Linked DNA regions of Mus musculus: region 2 is linked to region 1. Evidence: chromatin contacts called from public promoter capture Hi-C data. All regions are on one chromosome and are shown on one strand. The core of a region is the stretch at or near the end of the contact, and the rest is flanking DNA. Distances in the headings are between cores, read along the strand shown. Region 1 overlaps Stn1 (STN1, CST complex subunit). Region 2 has its middle 24 kb from the start of Gsto2.

Region 1 (6,676 bases), core at 4,029-6,528:
GACATGCCAGTAATCCCAGTACTGGAGGATCACTAGTTCAAAGCCATCCTCCACTACATAGCTAGATTAAGATCAGCCGGGGCTATCTGAGACCTCGTCTGAAAAGAAAATTTGGTGTTTAACTGATTCTCAGTTGGTATTTCGTCCGAAGGAGCCTCATACAAGGACTTTGCCATCTGCTAGGCATGAAGTTTGACAGGGTCCTGAACCCCTGTGTTACCCTCCTAAGACTTCTGGATGACCGTTACCCACACTAAACACCCTAAAACCTTATTTTTGTTTTCTTTTGTAGAGTCTTGGCTCTGGGTTAGCAGATGCCACAGCCCTGCCTCTTGATGGAGTGTGAATCCAGTCCAAGGGAAGAGGAGATCCCGCCCCTCTTTTGGGGTCTGGATCCTGTGTTTCTAGCCTTTGCAAAACTCTACATCAAGGATATCCTGGAGATGAAGGAGTCCCAACAAGTGCCAGGTATGTGGCCTGTCAGCTTAACGGACGCCCTGTGCTGCACCCTGACCCTCAAAGATACAGAAAGCCGGAGGCTTAGGGCATCTAAAGAGCCCTGTCTGAAAGTTATCTAGCCTCAACCTTGGAAAGAGTTTATTACTGTGATTTTTGTGCAAATTAAAGACAACCTAAGAATTTGAAGTTGATCAAACTTTGAGCTTTGCATTGAGCTCTTTCTCCCAACCTGTACATAACCAGATTCCAACGCTCGGATGATGGAAATAGAGACGATGAAGGGTTCAAAGCCAGCCTGGGCTACATAAGAGCTTTTCTCAATAAAATACATAACTAAAACCACATGTGCTTAAGGTATTCCATACTTTAAAATACCTAGGCTCCTTTTGGGAGCCTGTTTTTGAGTGGACTAGATAGGCAGGCTCCCAAAGTCTTAATGTGGGACTTACCTTTCTGGTTATGTGACTCACTTTCTGCAAAGTGTCCGTGTCCTCTCAGTAAACATGTGGGGGTTGGTTTTAGTTTGAGTTAATCTCGAAGTAATAGAAACTCCTGGGAGGAAGGACGTCACCTAGCTTATTTGTGAGTTATGACAGCATCTGCTTGCAGTAGGTGGGCCCTTGAGAAACTCCAGTGGAAACTGTAAAGCGTTGTTTAGCACATGTGCGTATACTAGTACATGCTCATGGGAGTCTCATGTTTGCACCTTTAGGTGTCTTACTCGATTTTTCACTTTTTTTTTAAGATTTATTTATTTATTTTATGTATATGAGTACCCTGTAGCTGTTCAGATGGTTGTGAGCCACCATGTGGTTGCTGGGATTAGAACTCAGGACCTTTGGATGAGCAGTCGGTGCTCTTAACCGCTGAGCCATCTCTCCAGCCCGATTTTTCACTTTCTAAATTTTGTTTTTTACATATTTTTTATTTTGTGTGTCTGGATGTTTTGTCGTGTACTATGTCTGTGGAGGGGTCCTCAGAGGGAAAAAGAGGGGTTCCCCAGAACTGGGATTACAGATGGTTTTAAGCTACCAAATGGGTTCTGGGAATTGAACCCTGGTCCTCTGGAAGAGCAGCCAGTGCTCTTAACCATTGAGCCATTTCTCCAGCCCTTCACCTTATGGGGCAGGCGAGGAGGGGCATGCAAGTTGAGATAAAGTTTCTCTGTGTAACCCTGGCTGTCCTAAAACTCATTGTAGACCATGCTGGCCTCGAACACTTGCCTCTGCCTCCCCAAGTGCTGGGATTAAAGGTGCACCTCACTAGGCTGACTGGCCAATGAGCTTGAAAGATCTTTTCATGTCTGCTTGATCCCATACAGGGTTACAAGTATATGCAGACAAGCTGGGCTTTTCTGTGAGGGCCGGTGGTCAGAATTTAGGCCACTCTGCGAGTGCCACAGGTGTTTTACTAACTGAACCATCTCCTCAGCCACAATTTTAAAAATTAAAGTATTGGTTACTAGAGATATGATTATTATACCTGAAAGTTTAACAAATATATAGATTGGAATAATTTAGGTGGCTGTGGGTAGTCCTCTGGGAGTTTACTGTGTTTTGTGAGAACTTTGGTTAAACCCCTTGCAATTTTGTGAAGTTTCCATTCAGGGACCTTCTGAACAACGAGCTTTGAGTCAAAAAAAAAAAAAAAAAAAAAAAGTCAGGCTATCAAATATTCCCAGTTTGAATGAAAAGAGGTTTATGTGGTCCATTTTATGTGCTTGGATGACCTTCTAAAGCCGTTTGTACAGAAGTCTTTTCCTACACCTTTGCTCCCTACCAACTGTTGAACTTAGTCTGTGGATTTTTTTTTCCTTTCACTTGGAAGGCAGCCAGCCTCCTCCAGAATTTTCCAGAATTATCTGGTGTTCTTTATAGCTCATCTCCTTGGGAGGAAATTAATTCACACCAAATGCCAGTCTTTCTTCAAAGATCTGTGAGTAAGGAAGCAAGCAAGTCCCAGGGGCATCCCTGTGGGCAAAAGGATGTGATGATGTGTTAAAAGCAGTGAGACCCAGCCCTGTGGTCCTTTCCCTCTCTGGGGAGACTGTCTCAGATGTTCATTTGTAAGAGGAAATCTCATGGATGAAGCTAACATCTTATTCTTATGCTGTTGAATTCCAAGAGCATAGGAAACCCCATTACTCTAGGTTTTTTTTTTTTGCTTGGGCTTCTGTCTTAGGTCACCATAAAGAGAATTCTTGTGAGCCAGATGTGGATTACACAGCTGTAATCCCAGCGCTCAGGAGGTGGAAGCAGATCAGGACTTCAGGGTCTTCCATTCTCAGCCACATCCAAGGCCAGCCTGGTCTACGTGACACTGAGGCTCTAAAAACAAGACAAGAGAGATGTGGTGATGTTTGCCTGTAATCCCAGGGTTTGACAGGCTGCAGAAGCCAGGAGATCTCTGTCAGATCAAGGCCAGAAAACAACAAAACAAAAACCAACCAAACAAACAAAACCAAACAAGATACTTATGACTCCATAAAACTTAGAAATTTTTAATGCCAGAGTATCTGAAACAACCAACCAAACAAATAAACAAAAATAGAGGTTAACAACTACAGAAGACAAAAAACGGTGCCCTGTAATGAATGTGCTTGCCTTTTGAACTTGGCCCTGGGCAATAGTCTCTCAATCTTTGGAATTTCCTGAGAAAAGGAGTGTCTTTGTACTGGAGGTGGGGACCACACCTTAGTTTATCGTAATGGAGCATGTTATCAGAATGGACCTATCTATACCCAATTAATTGAGGGTTGGGAATCAAAGAGAGACCCTATCCACCTGATCTTAGAGGGTGAGGCCATATGACCAGTGAATCCATCATACCTACACCATGAAACCCATGAAAAGCCCCGATGCTGAGCCTTGCATGAGCTGACCTGGTTAGTTAAGTGTACTGTGTCAGAGGGTGATGTGTCCCCGAGTCTCACCTTGGAGCCCTCCACACCTTCCTCTGCACTTTATGTAGCCTACTGATTTGTCCCCTTTCTTATAAATTGTAATCATTATATATGACCCCTTCCTGCGTTCTGGCTAAGCATCAAAGCTGCAGGAGTCACATAAACAGCAGTGTAACGGGCCAGGCAGAGGGTCCCAGCAAGGCTGGAGTCTGGAAGCTGAAAAGGGGCCATCTTAGTGGAGAGTCAGCCCTAAACCTGTGAAATTTTGCCTGACTGGGTACTGCTTGGCTTGCCTTGTAAAACACCATCTCCATACACCTGACCTTTGGGTTTCACCGGTAGAAATGTGAAGTATGTAGTATTTAGTTGTGTGGTTTATTGTTTTGCTTGTTCACTGTCTTATGCCTTTAAAGCTTTGCAGGATACCTTCCCTGAAGATAGGATTTCTCTAGGTAGCCCTAGCTGACCACCATGCAGATATACTCACCATGTAGACCAGCCTGGATCTGAATGGTTTTTGATCTTGTTTCTTGAGATGGATCTCTTTAGAAGTACTATTTTTAATTATTTTATTTTGTTTTTATGCAGAGAGGAGTTTTGCCTGCATGTATGGCTGCACATCATAAGCGTGCAGTACCCTCAGAGGCCAGAAGAGGGCGTGGGATTCCCCTGGAACTGGAGCTACTGTGTGGGTGCTAGGAATTGAACTCAGGTCCCCGGCTAGTGCTCTTGCCATCTCTCCAGCCCTTAAAAGTACTATTTAAGGAAAGAAAACAGAAATATCTTCCTGGGGTTGTGGATGTTCATCAACAGTAGCTTAAAATCTGAGTCAAATTTGCCAATGACCTTGGCTCTTTTTTTTTTTTTTAATTTTACTTTATTTTTATTTAATGTGTATGGATTTTAAAAATTAATTAATTTTTTGCAAAGATAAAACTTTATTTTTTTAAATTGAATATTATTTTCTTTATTTATATTTTAAATGTTATTCCCTTTCCTGGCTGCCCCCACACATAAACCCCCAAGACCCCCTATCCCATCCCCCTCTCCCCTGCTTCTATGAGGGTGCTCCCCAATCACCAACTCCCACCTCCCTGCCCTGGCATTCTCCTACAGTGGGGCATCAAGCCTTCACAGGACCAAGGGCCTCTCTTCCCATTGATTCCTGACAAGGCCATCCTCTGCTACATATGTGGCTGGAGCTGTGGGTCCCTCCATGTGTGCTCTTTGATTGGTGGTTTAGTCCCTGGGAGCTCTGGTTGGTTGATATTGTTGTTCTTCCTATGGGGTTGCAGACCCCTTCAGCTCCTTCAGTCCTTTCTCTAGCTCCTCCACTGGGGGACCCTGAGCTCGGTCCAATGGTTGACTTTGAGCATCCGCCTCTGTATTTGTCAGGCCCTGGCAGAGCCTCTCAGGAGACAGCCATATCAGGCTCCTGTCAGCAAGCACTTCTTGGCATCCACAATAGTGTCTGGGTTTGGTGACTATTATGGGATGGATTCCCAGGTGGGGCAGTCAGTCTCTGGATGGCCTTTCCTTCAGTCTCTGCTCCACACTTTGTCTCCTCCCATGAGTATTTTCTTCCCCCTTCTAAGAAGGACCAAAGCATCCACACTTTGGTTTTCCTTCTTGAGCTTCATGTGGCCTGTGAATTGCATCTTGGGTAGCCCAGCTTTTGGGCCAATATCCACTTATCAGCAAGTGCACCTTGGCTCTTTACACCCTTTACAGGGTGGCTTCCTTTTCTTAAGCCCAGATACCCAGGATATCCTAGGCTGTAGTGGGCTCTGTGGGAAAGGCTGGCCCATGGGCTTGCTGTTAGCCTGTCTGTTGGATCATTACTTCCTCCATGGACAGAGCTGCACCCTTGGGCTCCAGAAGAGCAGCTCGCTGTGGTAGAAGGAAGTGGTTCTCTTTTGCAGTGTTGTAAGCCATCGTCTCGAGGCCTGGCTTCTTACCCTGTGGTTTGTGTCTTAATATGCCCGGAGACGTTTCTTCTGTGTTTTTAAAGCGGTGCATTTCTTCCTCAGCCAGTTTCCTCAGAGTTTACCCCCCATCCCCACCCCACTGGCCCCCCAATTCAAACCATCTGCTGCTTGTTTGTTTCTGTAGTTCTCTATTGTCCTGTGATGTTTTCAAGATTGACTTCTGCTGAGTCCTTTGGGACTGGAAGGATTTTCTTGCAGCCTCAAGTGACTGCTCTTGAAAGTGGGCCATTGTTAATTCCCAAGACACACATTCGTGAGGTCCATGTTTAATCCTTTTCAAGGAGGTATAGTGCGTTGTCAAGTGAGAATGTGTTCAGATGTGGTTTGTCGGACGAAGATCGGTGACTCAGGGACACTGGCTTATGTGTTAGTTCAGTCTTCTTTCTGCCGTTGGGACAGATTTGTTTAGCCAGCCCCTCGCCCCATCTTCAGGGTCATAACGTTTCAGCTGTTGACTGTAGATCCTTGTCATACCCAGTCAGCCTGTGTGTTGGTGAATAGGAGCAGCTGTCATTCAGGGGTAACACTGTGTCCTGGGCTCCCTCCTTCAGGGGACCTTGCCATCATCAGCTTCTGGCCTCCTAGGTTGCCCTAACGATAGTTCTCCCATCTACCAGCTCCTCCTTAGAAGTCCACCTGCCCACAAGAGAGGGACCAGCTCAGACTGAAGTTCACTGCGCTTTTCTCTGCAAGCCACACCCACTCTCCTATATCCCTCTGTGAGAACCGTCCATCAATCCATCAGCAGTGGTCAGTGTGAAAATTCAGGCCGCAGTCTCCTAATGGATTGAAATTCAGAGGTCTGGCCAGCTGCGCTGATTAAAAAAAAAGAAAAGAAAAAAAAAAGTGTGGACAAATGCCTGAAGTAATCATGGCTTCTTAGTTTACAATCCATATTTATTTACAAAGGAAAAGGCCATTTTGAAAATATAACGATGGGGCTAGAGAGATGGCTTAGTATTCGAGTGCTGTTCGTTCAGAGGACCCAAATTTGGTTCCCAGTGCCCAGTTGGGTAACTGATAACCCACTGCCTCTAAGTTCATCTCCGTGGAATGTAACACCGTCTTCTCATCCACATCCATACAAATAAGCAATAATATTAAAAAAAAATAATGTATTGCCCTCAAAGTAGAAAAGTAAAATAAATAAAAAAATGAAAGTATATATATATATATATCCTTCGCATCTGAAGATAAAGACTGCAGGTGCGGCAGGGGGCTGAAGGCGGAGAGACTACTACTTGGGAACCTGTGTGTGATCTAAGTTGATGGCAGAAGCTGACGCAGGAGCCTCACTGGGATATGGACTCTGGGTGAGAAGCTCTGA
Region 2 (6,473 bases), core at 1,095-3,594, 360 kb before region 1:
TGGGAGGCACTGATTCCTGGCAGGTTGGTACAGATCTGAGAGCACTGACTGGGAGCCTGATGCCTAGGAGACACTGCTCAAGACAGAAGTGAATAGGACCTTGGGAGGGAAGTGCAAGGTGACCTTCCAAGTTCTATGAAAGGCACACCCAAAAAGGTGGGGGTGGCTCAGTTGTTAGAAGACCTGCCTAGCATGCGTGAAGGGGTTTGATCCCCAACACCACATTAACTGGGTGTGATAGTACATACCCCCCAAAGACTGAAACCCAGTGCTGCTGGGTCCAGCACACCCTTGTGTGGCCCTCACCATCATGTCACAGGGAACAGTCTCCCGCATTCCACTGCAGGCTTCGGTGACCTCACTACATCAAAGAATCCACACCCTGTCTGATTTCCCAGCTGAGAAATCCAAGAACCACTGATACCCAGGGTTGTTAGGGAAGGCCTTGGAGAAACTTGGAGGTGAGTGGGCAGCCACACTACAGCAGCCCCTGCTGTGATCCAGCCCCGTTCTGCTCACACAGATGTGAACTCCAGTGAGTCCAGATCAATCCCGAAGTGGACTTGACGGGGGGGGGGGCCCGTGGGGGTATACGGCAGAGAAGAGTCCAAGCAGATCCGGAAGAAAGTATGTGTTTGTATATACTGAGACATCATGCAAGGTTAAGATGGAGAAGGGTCTGGGAGGCCAAACTGTGGACATCTTGAATGCTAATCTAAAGTAAAACCTGACTTCATGCGGTGAGCAGTGGTGAAGCGTCGACATTTTAGTTACCTGGTTCAGCTACAGCTGTAGAGCAATGGATTGTGTGTTCAGTGCGGTGGGAGGGGAGAGAGGAGAGTGGCCAGCCTCCGACGCAAGGCTGGCCACAGCTGTGCCCAACTGTCAGTGACTGTCCAGGCTCTCTGAGGCTGTGATTCAGAAGTTGTCCCAGTCTAGTTTCCATCCCCTGGGAGAGCTTAGAGTCTGTTTGGTTTGGCCAGGAGTGAGCCCCAGGCAGAGCCAAGAACCACTCCCAGGGGGAAATATGTGCCTGAAGCTGCCTGGTCCCCCTTTCTCTGCACCCTGCTTTGCCCTGCCCAGAGAGGGAAATTTTTAGACTCAACTTTTCCCAGTGCCTTCTAAAGATAGCTGTTCTTTTAGCTAGTGTTTACACAGACACACATGCACGCATACTCACATGCACACACAACAGTACCATGATGAATGTTTTAAGCTGACAAGTCAAGCAGCATACAAGCTTTCATGCTAACCCTTGAGTCCATGCCCCAGAAACCAATCACTCACATTGTCTCTTGTGTCTCCTCCCAACTCTCTCTGATTTGTGCCTAGTACATGTGATGTGTTAACATAGCGGCAGCTCGCATCTGAACACAGCGTACTGGGTCAAAACAGTTCCACGCATAAGATGTTTATTGGGAGGGGGAAGGTGGCAGCAGAAAGAGAAGGGGGAAAGAGAGAGAGAGAGAGGGAGGGACGTACCCCTTATATACATGGAAAATGACATAATGCAGGTAGAGGTGGGAGGTGAACCAAGTGGATTCTAGGAATATGGTGCCTGTTGTGTTGGTAACAGGTCTGCAGGATCCACCTATGTGATGTCACAGGTTTCAGAGGTCCCAATGCCAACAGCCTGTATGAACGCCTTCCTTCAACTCCCACACACATGACAGACAGCACGCCAGTCTAACTTTCCTGGACATCCTGTTGGACACTGGTCTGTTCCTTAGTCTTTTAAATGGCTGCTCACTGCCTCACTCTTCTCCCTTGTACCTCTGGGCACAGCTGGTTTGCTTCTGCACAGTATGAGGCTTTGCTTGGGGGGGTGGGGGGATAGCATGTGCCAGCCCTCTGATGTCCCTCTGTAGCTCCACAATGAGAACAGAGAGTTAAAACTGTCAACAAATTATCTTCCAGCAAAATGGAACCACATAAACCTCAGAGGTGTTTAAACACAGTCCGTTCCTCCATGGGACAAAGGTCTTAGAAGTACAAAGTGGGGCGTTACAAGACGGGTTGGAAGGGGAATCGGGAGGACTTAAGTCCTGCCTGTTTCTTTACAGCACATAGTTGTACTTTTGGTTTCTCTTGGACCGGTTTTATTTAAAATAGAAACAGAAAGTAAAGACCCACCTCTTGCCTCCCCTTTCTAGCCACCCTTGACTGAATTCACATCTGATTAGGGATGCATCCTCCCAGCCTGGTGACTTACGTACTTCTGGAGGGTGGGCTGAAAACGAGTTCTCAGGAGAGAAATGTTTAGACAGAGCCCCTAAAAGACTGACTGTGTCCTGGCGTCTCTTCCAAATGGCATAAATAATGCTGACTGGAGCTTCCGGAAGGCAGTCTAAAGAGGATGCAGGTCAGTCCTAATGGGAGATGAGGAAGCAGCCGTTACAGACCCACATTCCAGGAATCAGGGCCAAGCCAGACCACAGCAGATGCCCTAAGAACCAGGCTTTCCAGAGTCCACAGCTTCACCCAGCCAAGGGTCTAAGAAGAGCTGTCCTTGTTTCCTTGGGTGCTTTGTGACCTGGACAGACAGGATGCTTGGGAACCACAGGCATTCAGACCCACACAACCGTTAAGTGTTGAGGTGCCCTGAGTACTTAATGGCACAAAAAGACTCTGGGAAGAGCAGGCCCTTGCTGCCACTTCATACACCGTCCAAGTGTAGAGGCCCACACGTGAGGCTGTTCTCTGGACACCCAGCCATATTCCCGCTGAGCCCATGGCCATTGGAACTAGTAGCTGGGGTTGTTCCAGTCCCAGCTGTGGCTCATCCTAGCACAACAAGTCTCAGCCTTACTCTAAGTGTGGGGTTTGCCTGTTACCTCCGCCATGAAATGGGGATAGAGATGCCCCTGGGACATGTGAAGTGCTTCACTTAGGGCCCAAAGAATGGCCTCAAAGCCAGCACCCATCATACCTCTCACCCACATGAGCTCCTCCTCATGGCTGAATCCCCACTTCTGAATGCCCCCCACATGGAGTCTGCCTTCCCTGCAGGCCCCCCTCAGCACAGTTAGTATCGGCAGGAACTGTTTCATTAATATCTCCCCGGGAGCCAGACATGTGTTAGCGCCTTGGAAACATTTATGGGTCTTCCCTGGGGGAGTCTGGGATGCTGCCCCAGTTTTTTGAGACCATGAGACAGTGTGCTTTGACCCTCTCACACTTCTGCTCTCCCTGGCTCTTAAGATCTGGAAAACAACCATGGCAGAACCCCTCCAGCTCCGGGGACAGGGTTTCCTCTTAGACAACAAGGGAGAAGAGCTGTAACAGTTGTCTCATGAGATTGCCCTTGGGCTGGGTCCGGTGTGCCCACCTATCGAGTTACCAACCCCATCCTGGTCTCACGGGTGTGCATTCAGCAAGCACACTGGTTGGCAGTCACTACTGTCTGTATGCCCTGTCTACCCGAGAGGTTCTAGGAAAGCCAAGTCTAAGTAAGGGATGATTCTTGCTTGAGAGCTTGGGAAGGCAGAACTGGTGATGAGCTCTAAGACATCTGGACAAATCACGGGACTCAAAGCCTCAGCTTGTCCATCTGTAGGATGGGGGCAATTCTTATTCATCGTGCAAGGTTCTGAAGAATAAGTATTGTAGATGAAGTCCCTAGCATGCCTTAAGCACTCAGTGAACAACTTCATTGTTCCTCTCCCATGGTGAGAAGCTAGCTTTAGGTGAAGACTTCCTATAGAGCTTCCTAGGTGAATCCCAGTGACCTCCTCCCTTGGCTTCAGGCCAAGTGTCCCCTTCTATCACTGTGCCTGGGACCTCTAGGGACACCCACCCGCTCCCCCATGTTGCCTTCAGACCATCAGCAACAGAGTCTTGGGAGAACATGAGACTGCCTATTTTTCACATTATTGCATTTTTTTTTTTAGTTGTGAGTATGGGGTGCACATGCGCACATGGAGGTCAAAGGTCAGACCTGTGCACATGTGGCTACATGGAGGTCAGAGGGCACGTAAGGCGGCTTCTTCTATTGTTCTCCACCTTTAAAAGAATTGTCATAGAGGCAGAGGGAGGAGGGATGGGATGGGGAGGTTTGCAGAGGGGAAACCGGGAAGGGGGACAACATTTGAAATGTAAATAAATAAAATAACCAATAAAAAATTATCTTCATATCTATGGGTGCTTCACCTGCATGTATGTCTGTATTCTGCATGAGGGCAGTGTCCCGAAGGCCAGAACAACGAACTAGATCAACTGGGACTGGGGTTACAGGTGGTTGTGAGCTGCCATGTGGGTGCCGGGAATCGAACCCAGGTCCTTCGAAAGAGCAGCTACTGCTCTTAACCTCTGAGCATCCCTCCAGGTTCTATTTTTTGAGACCAAGTCTCCTGTTGCTCTGGAAGCACACCAATCTAGCTAGACTAGCTTGGACAGCGAGTTCCTGGATGCCTCCTGTCCCTGCCTCCACTGTACTGGGATCACAGGTATGTGCCCACCATGTCCAGCATTGTACATAAATGCCAGGCATCTAACCTCAGGTCCTTAAACTGTGTGGCAAACACGTGACTGAGCAGCCACCCCGGCCATCATTCATGTTTAACATTTATATTTTCCTCCCCAACCCCCATAAGAACTCTTCATGAAATATTATTGATTTGTTTCATATTCTTCAGGCTCAGTCCTCGTTTCGGCCAGAGATTGGTGACTCCACCTTGCTGCGTGAGTTAGGAAGGTGACATCACGAACCAGAGGAGAGGCGGGGAAGATGGATCAGTGGTTAAGAGCATTTGCTCTCTTGCAGGGGACCTGGGTGTGCACCTACATGGGGGAAATCAGCCGTGTGACTCCAGTCCCAGAGGACCTGTGCCATCTTCTGACTTCCTCCTTGGGCACCGGGCACACATGTGACGCACATGCATACACAGAGCAACACACTTATACACACATTAAAAAAAAAAAAAACTTTAAAAAAAAAGAAAATATAACAGCAAAGAGGAGCAGGAAGTAACAAGAGCAAAGCAGTGAAGGGAGCCAGGACCCTGGTGGCCTGCAGAAGTCACACACACCCAAAGGGCATCCGGACCCCAGACAAGGCTGTGGGTCATCAGCCTGTGACCTTGCCCTTGGTTATTATTCTCTCCAGCCTATGTTTCCAGGTTCTTCAAGCTTTGTAAATTACTGTGAAGCCTCAAGAAAGCAACTCTCTAACCCAGAGAGATACCACTTCTGTACCAACAGTTTGGCCACAGGCTGGAGCCTCTCTAGACACCTGCAGAGTTAATCAGACCCAGCAGCCCTGGTAGAGACCACAGGAACAATTCCCTCCTTCCGAGCTCAGATCCCAGCAAGCAGTGGTTCACGGACTCTACAGTAGCTCGGGTGCCACAGCAACGGGGCACCACATCCGGAACAGATGGTTCCACAGACTGCCTGTCACATGCCTGTCTTTTCTGGCAGGCCTGGTCACCTTGCCAAATAGGCCTGCCTCTGTCCAACCGGCATGGCGTAGCACCTGGTAACTACTTATGTGGTGGAAAAGGAAGCCTGTGACCAACAGCTGGCAGAGCCAGCTGAAATGTAGGGAGTAGGGAGGGTTGGTCTGGGTTAAGTCCAAAGCAGGGGCACGTTGAAGTCGGAACTTCACACTCGCTGTTGCCTGGCCTCTGGGCATGGCTGGGGATACTGAAATGCTGGAAGAATCTTAAGAGACAACAACACAAAACAACCACAGGCAGATGAGGATACACTAGCTAAAAACAGCATGGGACAATCCTTCTGTAGAGGAAGTGGTGGCAGCAGCCTTCTGCTGAAGTCACCTGCTGGCAGACCAGCCACCTCAGGCAAACCGATGTCTTCTCCATCTTAGGTGGTGTGGTGCTGCCTGGCCAAGTTGATAGAGGGCTACAGAAAAGCCAAGTCAGACCACCACTGCAGGGCAAGGTCCAGTACACTGGGCTAACCCCCAGACCAAGCTGGTGCAAAGATGGGAGATCTCCACGGGCAAGGTTCGAGTCTCCATCAGTTATCCTCCAGTGGTCCAGGATTGATGGACCCACCAAGCAACCAGAAGCATCTGTTGGAACCAACTGCGTATGTGACACGTATCCAGCGGTGACCTTTGCCTGTGAGTGGGATCAGGGGGGAGGGTGTTTTGGAGACAGGATGCTGGTTAATAAAATATGTTGTGAGACATCCTGAGCCCCAGCAACACTAGTGAGATCCTGACGTAGTTAGTCCAGGGTGATAAATGGGTGTTTCATTTCCTGCTTTGGAATTCTTTCCAGTCACAAGACCCTGGGTGTCTCCCAGGCTCATGGCCAAAGTTTGAACAGGAATGACACACACGCCTCCCCATGGGGGCAGCGGCGCTTCTTTGCTAAAAGACCATATTTCATCATAGAGTATGTGTGGTTGGATTCTTTCTTTCTTTTTTTTCTTTTTTCCTTTCCTTCCTTCTTTCTTCATCTCCTCCTCTCCCTCCTCCTCCCTCTCCTCTTCCCCCTCCCCCCTCT

Evidence for each region. Promoter capture Hi-C pulls out the DNA fragments that hold promoters and counts their contacts.
Region 2: a contact with region 1 is called in a promoter capture Hi-C map of embryonic stem cells, with 2.0 times the contacts expected there. The contact joins two enhancer-like sites. A contact is called at or near these places in 6 of 39 promoter capture datasets (the C10 cell line, the HPC-7 cell line, embryonic stem cells and 2 more), 1 of 15 datasets of contacts at CTCF or cohesin (the NIH/3T3 cell line), 1 of 484 Hi-C or Micro-C datasets (B cells), 2 of 115 datasets of contacts at active chromatin or transcription factors (large pre-B cells and pancreatic cancer cells) and 1 of 9 other capture datasets (liver).

Annotation. Positions count from the first base shown.
Region 1 is chr19:47,529,988-47,536,663 of GRCm38.p6, reverse strand. Stn1 (STN1, CST complex subunit) reads left to right here. Exons shown (of 10, transcript NM_175360.3): 2 at 293-468. The coding sequence starts at 315. Among named protein-coding and RNA genes, the nearest start is that of Stn1, 3.8 kb to the left of the region's middle. Within about 2 kb of position 5,278, at least 92 of the 459 cell types and tissues checked have an H3K27ac peak or open chromatin away from gene starts, as enhancers often do.
Region 2 is chr19:47,886,557-47,893,029 of GRCm38.p6, reverse strand. No RefSeq gene overlaps it. Among named protein-coding and RNA genes, the nearest start is that of Gsto2, 24 kb to the right of the region's middle. Within about 2 kb of position 2,344, at least 87 of the 459 cell types and tissues checked have an H3K27ac peak or open chromatin away from gene starts, as enhancers often do.